Regions from separate parts of the Sus scrofa genome. Here region 1 is linked to region 2. A link is a contact called in public Hi-C data. All regions are on one chromosome and are shown on one strand. The core of a region is the stretch at or near the end of the contact, and the rest is flanking DNA. Distances in the headings are between cores, read along the strand shown.

Region 1 (5,549 bases), core at 2,188-4,687, 370 kb before region 2:
GGTGGTGGTTTGTACAGACCGTGCCTCTCACAGGACTGCCAGTTGACTTCTCATTCGCAGTAACTAGAAGTTCGGCAACGCTCCTACTCTGCTGCTGGGGGCCCCAGAATGTAAAAGCAGCCGTGGTCTCCACCACCAGGGAGCCCCGAGGTAATGAAATCTAGGAAGTACAGGAGGACAAGAAAACATGGGGAGAGTGTCTCTAAGCCAGACTTGTCATCTGCAAGATGACTGCAGTCAGGAGTTTCCTGGTAGCTCAGTGCATTAAGGATCTGGAATTGTCACTGGCTCTGGCTAGAGCTGTGCAGTGCTGGTTCAATCCCTGGCCTGGGAACTTTGGCATGCTGCAGGTGCAGCCAAAAAAAAAAAATGTTTGCGGTTATATGGTGAATACAATGAGCCTGGTCCAAGGGGTGAGCCGGCAGAATTCAAGCACTGTCTTCTCAGGTATTGGTTACCAGGAGTTTTCCTCCCCCGACCAGACCCTGGAGCTGGACTCACTCTGCACACTCACCTGTTTCCACGTCATTGGCATTGGCAGAGTCCCTCAGCCTCTTCAGAGCTGTGGAGAGAATAAGAGCGCCAGTTAAAAACAAAACTCAGAGTTCCCGTCGTGGCACAGCGGAAATGAATCTGACTAGGAACGATGAGATTGAGGGTTCAAACCCTGGCCTCGCTCCGTGGGTTAAGGATCCGGCGTTGCCGTGAGCTGTGGTGTAGGTTGCAAATGTGGCTTGGATCCTGCGTTGCTGTGGCTGTGGTATAGGCTGGCAGCTGTAGCTCCAATTCAACTCCTAGCCTGGGAACCTCCATATGCCCCAGGTACAGCCCTAAAAAGCTAAAAAAAACCCAAAACAAAACAAAACAAAACTCACTCAAAAATCAGCACTGGCCACGATGAAGCCGAAAGTGATGGCTTCGTAGTTATGCACCATTCAGCCACCAAAGCATCGAGAGAGAAAGAATGGTGCCAGGATACAAGAGACACTACCCCGGAACAAGGAGAAACTTGCAATGTGACACAGCTAGTGAGTGCAAAAGCCACATTTTGTAGCAAATCCTCCCAGGCCTTTGGAGCCAGATCTTTTTTCTTCTAGCTGCACCTGTGGCATGTGGACGTTCCAAGCTAGGGACTGAAACACAGCAGTGACCCCCACCAGATCAGCAGTGACCATGCCAGATCCTTAACCACAAGGGAACTCCCTGGAGCCAGATCTAGCTTGGCATACCTGGGCGACCTTGAAAAAGTTAGTTAAGACCCTTGGGACTTAGGTCTATCCTCTGCAAGACAAGGTTGAGCTCTGTCCTGAAGCCCTGAGTTGTTGCAAAAACCAAATGAGAGGAGTTCCCGTCGTGGTGCAGGGGAAACAAATCTAACTAGGAACCATGAAGTTGCAGGTTCGATCTCTGGCCTCACTCAGTGGGTTAAGGATCCGGCATTGCCGTGAGCTGTGGTGTAGGTCGCAGATGCAGCACGGATCTGGCGTTGCTGTGGCTCTGGCATAGGCCGGTAGCAACAGCTCCGATTAGACCCCTAGAGCCTGGGAACCTCCATATGCCATGAGTACAGCCCTAAAAAGACAGAAAAGACAAAAAAAATAAAAATAAAAATAAAAAGCCGTTTAAAAAAAAGAGAGAGAGAGATGATTTACATGGAAGCCTTTATGAGCTGGTTACACAGATAATCTTATAATCTTCCTTCGAAACGGGCCACTCCCAAAGGACTAACTTTTATTTGGGAATTCCTACCCAGAAACTTTTTTCTCCACAATGATACTATCTCTACATTAGAGGCTAATAGAAAGCAATGCCTTGGGAGATCCCGTTGTGGCTCAGTGGAAATGAATCCAACTAGTATCCATGAGGATGCAGGTTCGATCCTGGTGGCCTCACTTAGCAAGTTAAGGATCCGGGCGTGTTGCCTCGAGCTGTGGTATAGTTCATAGACAAGGCCTGGATCTGGTGTTGCTGTGGCTGTGGTGTAGGCCGGTGCCTGCAGTTCCAATACAATCCCTTGGTCAAAAATTGCAATTCATATATATAACAATTCCTTACATTTCATATAGCACTTAATGACTTATCCAGCACTTTTCAAATTCGCATTTAATCTTCATAACACCACTAAGAGGTGAGTAGATTCTAGAGGGACTAGACACACAACAAAGGCAGAGTAACAGCTATACACTCTTTTTTTTTTTTTTTTTGTCTTTTTGCTATTTCTTTGGGCCACTCCCACGGCATATGGAGGTTCCCAGGCTAGGGGTCAAATTGGAGCTGTAGCCCCCGGCCTACGCCAGAGTCACAGCAACTCGGGATCCGAGCCACATCTGCAACCTACACCACAGCTCACAGCAACGCCGGATCGTTAACGCACTGAGCAAGGGCAGGGACCGAACCCGCAAGCTCATGGTTCCTAGTCGGATTCGTTAACCACTGCGCCACGACCGGAACTCCAGCTATACATTCTTGACCTTAGTTAACTCTGGTAACATCCCTGTTAAGCATATCATACCCATTAAACAGATGAGAAAACTGAGGCTGAAAGGTTCTATAGTTTCCCTAAGACATAAATGAGATAGAAAAATTCGAATCTATGCATTTTAAGAGAATGATAGAACTTGGCTATAGGCTCTGGTCTCCCCGTTCCGATTTGAACGTATTCTCCAGTATCCCATTTATTGTCTACATATAAACACCTAGAATCAGGAAAAGTTTCGATTCAGGAATCATCAAATGTGAAAAGCCTCTCCAGGACTGGTTCTGAGCAGGAAGACTACTTTTATTCACACTCATGGTCCTTAACCCCTGTAATACCACTATTAGTACTAAAAGGAGACTCAGGGGTCACTCCGGGTCCATAGCTCGGACGTCGGAAGACTCCATCCTGGGTGGGCTGGGGAGGTCAGGGCCCGGTTCTCAGCCCAGGGCCAGCCTCCTGCCGCTCTCCTCACCGTGCACCTCTTTGCCCGTGGGCCCAAGCCGGCGATGGGGCCTGGCGGCGCGCCTCAGCCGGCCGGCGGGGATCTTACACCGCAGCTCATCGCGAGGCTCCGCGTCCTGCTGCCACAGGACGTGGAGGTATCTCAGCGGGGACTGGGCCCCGCCGGACGCCCGGCCCGAGAGGCCTGCGCCGCTGCCCAGCGCAGACCCGAAGTCTGCGAAGGAGAAGAGGCCCTCGGGGCCGGTCAACGGCTCCGGCGCCACCGCGCACTCGCCATCCGAGCTCGAACGGCCGGAGCGAGGTTCGTCGTCCGCGCCTCCGGCAGCAGCTGCCATAGCAACGGCTCCGCGCTGGCCCCGCCGCGGGAGCCTAGTTCCCGACGGACCCACCGACCCGCTTCCCTCGGCCCTAAGCCTCGCTGTCAGCGGGCTAGCAGGCGGGCCCGGTCTGCAACCACGGCAACCGAGCGGGGGGCGGGCTCGGCCGCGAGCTGAACTGTTCTGGATCAATGAAAACCCTTCCAGCCTAACCCACCCCACCCACACACATGCACAACCAATCGTGAGTAAGACTGCCATAGAACTGGTTTCCGGTAGCATGACCGACGGACATAAGAACCAATCACACATTTGAGGACGTATACCCTCGCTGTACGTCCCTACTGGAGCCAATAAAACAGCTACGTTTAAGACACTCCCCCCCAACGTTTCTACCGTCGGATCGTGGGTAAAATAACGGGCAGTTTCCCTAGCCAATCATTTTAAGATGAGTTGCAGCCAATCACAAAGGAAAGTGAAGAGGCCAAAGAAAAGGTGAGACGTAAGGAAAATTTTAAGTCAATGAACGTAAAAAAAAAAAAAAAGTCCTATAAATGCATAGTGTAAGTAGAAAAATGAGGATATGCCCAAATGTAGAGCTAGCAGCACGAACTGTGGAGTAATAACTTCCAAATGCGATAGATCCCTTTCGTTCTCTGGGTAACAACCTTGGCGTTGATCCCTGATTTACAAATAATTCTGTAAGTCATTGTAATTACACCAGAGCGACGCTTGAGTCCGAGACCCAGTCGCTGAGCCAGGTCTCTGTGCGAGGTCCTGGACACAGGATCAAGACTTAGTGCCCTCTCCGAGGCTCACGGGATGGCAGAAGTCAGAGCCGGAAACAGGGAAGTATTCCACAACAGCTATTGATAAGCTTAGCAACCACTCACGGGTGCACTTTCCCTGCATCTTACAAACACTTCTATAAAGTGGACAAGGAAGATCATCTCTATTTTATTTGACGAGGAGCTGAAATCAGACAGAAAGGGACTTGTTCATGGATGCCTGCCTCTCTTGAGAGAATGAATGTCCAGGCAAAAGTTGTTCCCTGTTACTTAACCCACTTAAAATGTAATCTTTCTCTGACAACTGAAAAGCTCTCAGAGTTTGCAGTGCTCTCTGAACACCACTATGAGGTTTATCATTGTAACACATGAAGGAAAATATTTATTTGAACTATCCTCCTCTGCCCTATACGGGAGAAGGATATATGCTAATTCCACTTGTAGCTAGAAGGAAATAGCATAAAGAAACATTGAGGGAGTTCCTGTCATGGCTCAGCAGTAATGAACCAAACTAGTGTCCGTGAGGATGTGGGTTCGATCCCTGGCCTCGCTCAGTGGGTTAAGGATGTGGCATTGCTGTGGCTGTGGCATAGGCTGGCAGCTTCAGGTCTGATTCCACCCCTAGTCTGGGAACCTATACCTGCCATGTGTATGCCCCTAAAAAAAAGAAAAAAAGAAAGAGGAGTTCCCGTCGTGGCTTAGTGGTTAACAAATCCGACTAGGAACCATGAGGTTGCAGGTTCGATGCCTGACCTTTCTCAGTGGGTTAAAAATCCGGTGTTACCGTGAGCTGTGGTGTAGGTCACAGACTCGGCTCGGATCCCGCATTGCTGTGGCTGTGACGTAGGCCAGGAGCTACAGCTCTGATTTGACCCCTAACCTGGGAACTGCCTTATGCTACAGGTGTGACCCTAAAAAGAAAAACAAAAAAACAAAAAAACAGAGAGAGAGAAGATATGGTGATATAGGACCAGATCTCCCACATGGTGTTTGGCTGGGGCTGCATAGTAACTTTCCCCTTCAGATGGGGCGTGGTGTCCTCATTTGTCACCATCCCCATCACTCTCTGCTCCCTCCGTGTTGAGGTCTAAGGGCTGTTGCCCTTTTTTTTTTTTTTTTGTCTTTTTGCCTTTTCTAGGGCCGTTCCCGCAGCATATGGAGATTCCCAGGCTAGGGGTCTAATCGGAGCTGTAGCCCCCGGCCTAAGCCAGAGCCACAGCAACGCGGGATCTGAGCCAAGTCTGTGACCTACACCACAGCTCACGACAACACCGGATCCTTAACTCACTGAGTGAGGCCAGGGATCGAACCTGCAACCTCATGGTTCCTAGTCGGATTCGTTAACCACTGAGCCACGACGGGAACTCCTAAGGGCCATTGCCATCAATCCTCATACTCATGGTGTTGCTTCTCTAAAATGGAGTTAACAGGAGATGTAAATATAAGTATTTCTTGTCTTTATCAAAGTGGAATAATGAAAACTAGTGTGGAGGAAAATTATTT
Region 2 (5,581 bases), core at 331-2,830:
TCACCGACAGCTCCATCCGGGCCTGCCACGTACACAGACAAGGAGACATGGGCTCCCCCTGGGTGGAATGCTAGTCACCCTTCCAGCTCCAGCTCGGCTCTCCCCTCCTGTTGGAGCCTTCTCTGCTGGCCCTGTTCCCTCTCCCCCAGTGCCAAACCCACTCTGCATTCCCTCTATTTTATAGGTTTTCACATCACTGTAACTACTTGTTTCTAGGTTTGATTCCCCCATCAACCTGAGAGGTTTGTGTCCAAAGCCTGATAAAATGGACACATAGGTCTGACTGCTGGGGCCTTCCCGCTCCACCGTCCCCATCCTGATGGACACAGCCCCCGCTGGCAAGATGTCCTGATGTGCAGAATCCAGAGGGTCCACCAAGCACGCTGAAAAGGAAGGGCGACAGGCAGGGATGCTGCACACATACATAGCCTGTGAAGGAGTCACACCTCTGAGACCTGCGCCTCGGCTGCAGGTGCGTGAGCTTGTTTGCCTGGCGGCCTCGGCGGCACAATGGCCTCCAGGGCACAGATTGCTGCTTCTTTCCTTACATAAGGTACCAGGCAGTCAGATAAATAATACATGGCCTTCACCTCACACACAGGTATCAGACATGCAAACACCTGCTTTGCCCCACAGCTCCCTGGGTGTGTGTGCATGTGTAATGTCTGGCCTTGCACAACCCCAGAGGGGTAAGGGATGGGAACAGATAGCCATGCCCACCTCTCAACCCCATCACCTTGCCTTTGGCCTGGAGTCGACCAGCACTAGCCCCCAGCAGTGTGCTCAGGAAGGAAAGGTACAAGGTGGAGGCACACACTCTGAACCATCTCTGTGGTCCCTCTCCAAGCAAATATCTTTAGAGCCCCAGGTTCCCGTGGGGGACCCTCCGGATTGCCCACCTGTACACAAGGCGTGTGTACACCTTCAAGCATGCATCCCCAAAGGCCTGGCCAGGCCAGCCACCATCCCAGATCACAGCTACCGGCACAGGGCAAGGCTGACTCCCCCGCTCGCTCGGCAGTGCCAGGCGCCAGCACACCCACCGGGCGCACACAATCCCACTTGCAAACGGCCTGTCCATCCGCCTCCCCTCTCCCTCAGCCACCCCCACGGGCAGGTCCGATTACACTCCAGGCGCGGGCCCCGCCACGTTGGCGAGGAGGGGGCCAGGGCACACCCACGGGCGGCCCCGCGACCTCGCAGGGCGAGCAGGGGGCGCAGGGCGGCCCTGGCGGGGCCGCCCGACGCCCCTTCCCTCCGGGGCTAGGCCGGCCACCTTAGTCCCCTCCCCAACCGGGGACCCGCGGCCAAGGCGACCCATCGGGCGCCCCCAGAACGGGCCTCTCCAGAACGGAGCAGCACCCCCAGCCCCGGGAGCCCTCGGCCGCCCCCCTCAGGGCCTCCAGCGCAGGGCGAGCGGGAGGGGTACCTCAGGAGCCCATGGCGGCGGCGCGGGCGGGCGATGCTCGGCAGCTGGACTCTGCGGGAGAGGCAAGCGGACAGCACCGCAGCCCCGGCGTCTCGCCGCCGCCGGCGCGTCCGGGGCCCAGCGGAGTGCCGCCGCGGCGCGCCTGCGCACTGAGCGCGCCGCCGGGGAGGGCGGGGCGGCAAACCCGAGGCTGAGATCACCCGCCCGGCCTTAAAGGAGCCGCTGTCCCCTACCCTCGCCGCTGGGATGGTTCCCGGTTCTCCCGCCGCTCACAGACCTGCCAAGAGTCGCCTCCCCACCTCCATCCGACCTCCAACCCTACCCGCCGCTGAGCTTCTTGGAGTGCAGGGACAGAGTCACAGGCTCCAATCTCTGTCCCTGGCACTCGCTGGCAGTATGGCGCTACACTTCTTTTAACGCTAGTTGCCTCCATTTGGGCCCGTTTGAAGATGAAGCAAGATCGAACGGCAAGTTGTCGGCTGAAGGATGCATGTGGAACTGTGGAATGAATGTATAGAGAGGTGCTGTGGGCAGTAAAGCGAGATGAAATTGCAAAGTTGAGGATGCGGTTTTTCTTCCTCCTTCACTTAGCAGCGCTTTTTCTTGCCCCATCTCGCTCTAGGTGGCCTAACTAGCAAAATTCTTCAGATAGCATTCTAGTCACCTAGCCCATTTCTGTTTGCCAGGTCCACACCCAACTCGGTTTAACTGAAAAACAAAATCCAAGCAAGTTCTGGCTTTAATGTGTTCAAGATCCCCAAATTTATTTCTACCCCTAGCCCAGACTCCTCCCCCGAACTGTGTACTCAACACTTCATACTTGAGGTCCAAGAGGATCTCAACAGGCCCACTGAAGCCCTACTCAACATGCCCACAGTAGAACCATCTTTCAAAGGCAGAAGAGACCTGCACCTGCTTAGCCTCACAACAGCAGTTAGCAATTCCATCCTTTCAGCCCCAGCCCAGAACTCCTGCAGTCTTCTTTGATTGTTTTTTGTTGGTTTGTTTGTTTGTTTGTTTGTTTTTGTCTTTTCTAGGGCCGCACCCTAGGCATGTGGAGATTCCCAAGTGGCATGTGGAGATTCCCAGGCTAGGGGTCTAATCGGAGCTCTAGCCAGCCTACGCCAGAGCCACAGAGCCTTGGGATCCGAGCCACCTCTGCCACCTACACCCCAGCTCACGGCAATGCCGGATCCTCAACCCACTGAGCAAGGCCAGGGATCGAACCCGCAACCTCATGGTTCCTAGTCGGATTCGTTAACCACTGAGCCACGACGGGAACTCCTTCTTTGATTGTTTTTTGTTTTTTCTTTTCTTTTGGCTGCGCCCGCGGCATGTGAAAGTTCCCTGAGCCAGGGATGGAACCCACCTGTTGCAATGACAACACTGGATTTTTAACCAGCTCTGCCACCAGGAAACTCCAAGTCATCCTTGAATCTCTCCTCCCACCCCCTTACCCACTGGAGCAGGAAATTATATTGGCTCTACCAGCAAAATTGATCTAGCCTCTGACCACTTCCACTTCATCTCCATTGCTATCACCCCGCATCCATGATTATTGCAATATTCTTGTTAGGGACTGAATGTTTGTGTCCCCTTCCCCCATTCATATGTTGAAATCCTAACCCCCAATGTCAGGGCCTTAGGAGGTGGTTAGGTCGTATGGGTGGCGTCTTCATGGATGAGACTGGTGTCTTTAAAAGAGAGACACCAGGGAACTCTAGCCTTTCTGCCACATGAGAATATAATAAGAATCGCAGTCTGTAACCTAGAAAAGGGCCCTCACCAGAACCTGATCGTGCTGACAGCCACCCTGATCTTGGACTTTCAGCCTCCTGAACAACAGGAAATAAACGTCTATTGTTGGAGTTCCTGTTGCGGCTCAGCAGGTTAAGAAACCTGACTGATATCCATGAGGATGCGGGTTCGATCCCTGGCCTCGTTCAGTGGGTTAAGGATCTGATGTTGTCTTGAGCTTCACTGTAGGTTGCAGATGCGGCTCGGATCTGGCATTGCTGTGGCTGTGGTGTAGGCTGGCAGCGACAGTTCCAATTCAACCCCTAGCCTGGGAACCTCCATATGCCGCAGGTACAGCTCTTTAAAAAAAAAAAAAAAAGGCTGTTGTTGATAAGCCACCCAGTCTATGGTAATTTGTTCTAGCAGCCCAAGTGGCCCAGGATTATTGCAATGTTCTAACCTTTTTCCCTTTTTCCAAACTTGCCCCCTGTTCCAGTCTACTTTAATGCAGGAACCAGAGGGATTATTTTAAAACCTAAATCAGAACATGGCACTGCTTTGCTCAAAACCCTCCACTAGCTGCCCATTTCACAAAAGTAAGAGCCAAGGTCCTTAAAAATCCCAGCAGAAACTTGCTTCATCTAATATTCCACCCACCCAACCAGCCTTGTCTGATCTCTTCCCTTCTTCCCCCCTGCACTGACCCTTTGCTGTTCCTAGAACAAATGAAGCACTGTTGGCCTCAAGTCCTTTGCATTGGCTGTTCCCTCTGCTGGGATTGCTGTTCCCTCAGGTATCTGAATGCTCCCTCCCTCACTTTCTGCAACGGTTTGCTCGCATATTCCCCACTCAGCAAGGCTTGCCCTGATCACCTGAGTAACATCGCCAAAGCCACTACATGCGGTCCTGATGCCCCCTCTCCAAGCTCTAGCTGTCCCCCACGTCATTTAATTGCTGTCATAACAGAGTTTGCCTGATTTACTATTCGGCTTCCTCCCGTAAAACATAAGCCCTGCAAGAACAAAGATTTTTGTCCTTTTTCTTTCCTGATATAATCGCAGTACTTAGTATAAGGGCTAGTATAGAGAACATGTTCAAAATAAATTTGTAGCATGAATAAAGATCCTCCAGAAAGAGTCCTATAGGGAAATTCCTTCCCAGCTCCAGGTAGGAAGTTGCTCAGGGCTTTCCCAGCAAACAAACAAGACTTATCATCACCATTTGTTCATGACTTCCTGGCTCTTCCTCTCTACACAGGAACCCCTCCAGGGCAAAGTCCTGGTCTCATTTATCTCACCATATCTTATGCTTACATGGAAACCAGACACCACCTGACATTCAGAGCAGTCAGGCCAAGCCACACTCAAATGCCGGTTCTCAGCCCCTGTTCAACAGGGGCATTCTTTGGGTCTCAACTTACAGAGGCCCCAGGCTGGCAGGGGCAGGGGCAGGGGCAGGTGGTGGGTATTTTTAGGCTTGGGTTGCCAGAAAGGGGCTCAAAGACAGAAAGTCACCTGGCCTGAATGACATGGCAGGTAAGCAGCAGGTGGCACTAGGAGCCTGAGTTGGTGGCTTCCCGCCTTGCCTCATCCTGTCCCCAGCTAACTTTTTTTTTTTTTTTTTTTTTTGTCTTTTCTAGGGCCGCACTCACGGAACATGGAGGTTCCCACGCTAGGGATTTAATTGGCGCTGTAGCCGCCGGCCTACGCCACAGACACAGCAACGATGGATCCGAGCCAAGTCTGCAACCTACACCACAGCTCACGGCAATGCCAGATCCTTAACCCTCTGAGCAAGGCCAGGGATCAAACCCGCAACCCCATGGTTCCTAGTCAGATTCATTAACCACTGAGCCATGACAGGAACTCCTCCCCAAGCTAATTTAGAAGATAAACATTTACCCCCTTCCATGGCCTCCCTGCTCCATGCAAATACCCATTCACCCTGGCTCAAAGATGCCACTCACCTCCCTCTCCTCTCCCTTGCATGTCTAGGGCCACCATCTTGGTTCAGGTCCCCTTCCTTCTGGAATATTATAACAGTTCCCACCACCAGTCAGCTTTACCCCTGCTCACTGGTTACTAAAGGAAGAATTCTACTCTTCCTTCAAAGGCCAGATCAGATGTAATTTTTTGGTTCCTTCTTAATCCCCACCTCCCCCACTCTTCCCTCCCCATTCTGCTTTAATTAATTTCTCCCTTAAAAATATCAGAAATAATCAGAAGCTCATCAAAGAACAGTTAAGTAAATTATGGTAGATCCATACCATGGTATATTAAAACAGCCTCTTGGAGTTCCCTTGGTGGCATGGCAGGTTAAGGGTCCAGCGTTGGCACTGCTGCAGGTTGAGTTGCATGGGTTAGACCCAGAACTTCCACATGCCACAGATGCAGCCAAAATAAAAATGTAAATAAA

What was found. A called contact is a pair of places that touch in the nucleus more often than the background predicts.
Region 1: a contact with region 2 is called in a Hi-C map of liver, with 5 times the contacts expected there. A contact is called at or near these places in 1 of 47 Hi-C or Micro-C datasets (liver) and 1 of 2 datasets of targeted methods (alveolar macrophages).

Annotation. Positions count from the first base shown.
Region 1 is chr5:10,001,746-10,007,294 of Sscrofa11.1, reverse strand. ANKRD54 (ankyrin repeat domain-containing protein 54) reads right to left here and starts at 3,437. Exons shown (of 8, transcript XM_003126032.5): 1 at 2,952-3,437; 2 at 515-562. The coding sequence starts at 3,276.
Region 2 is chr5:9,629,553-9,635,133 of Sscrofa11.1, reverse strand. TMEM184B (transmembrane protein 184B) reads right to left here and starts at 1,580. Exons shown (of 10, transcript XM_005655511.3): 1 at 1,430-1,580.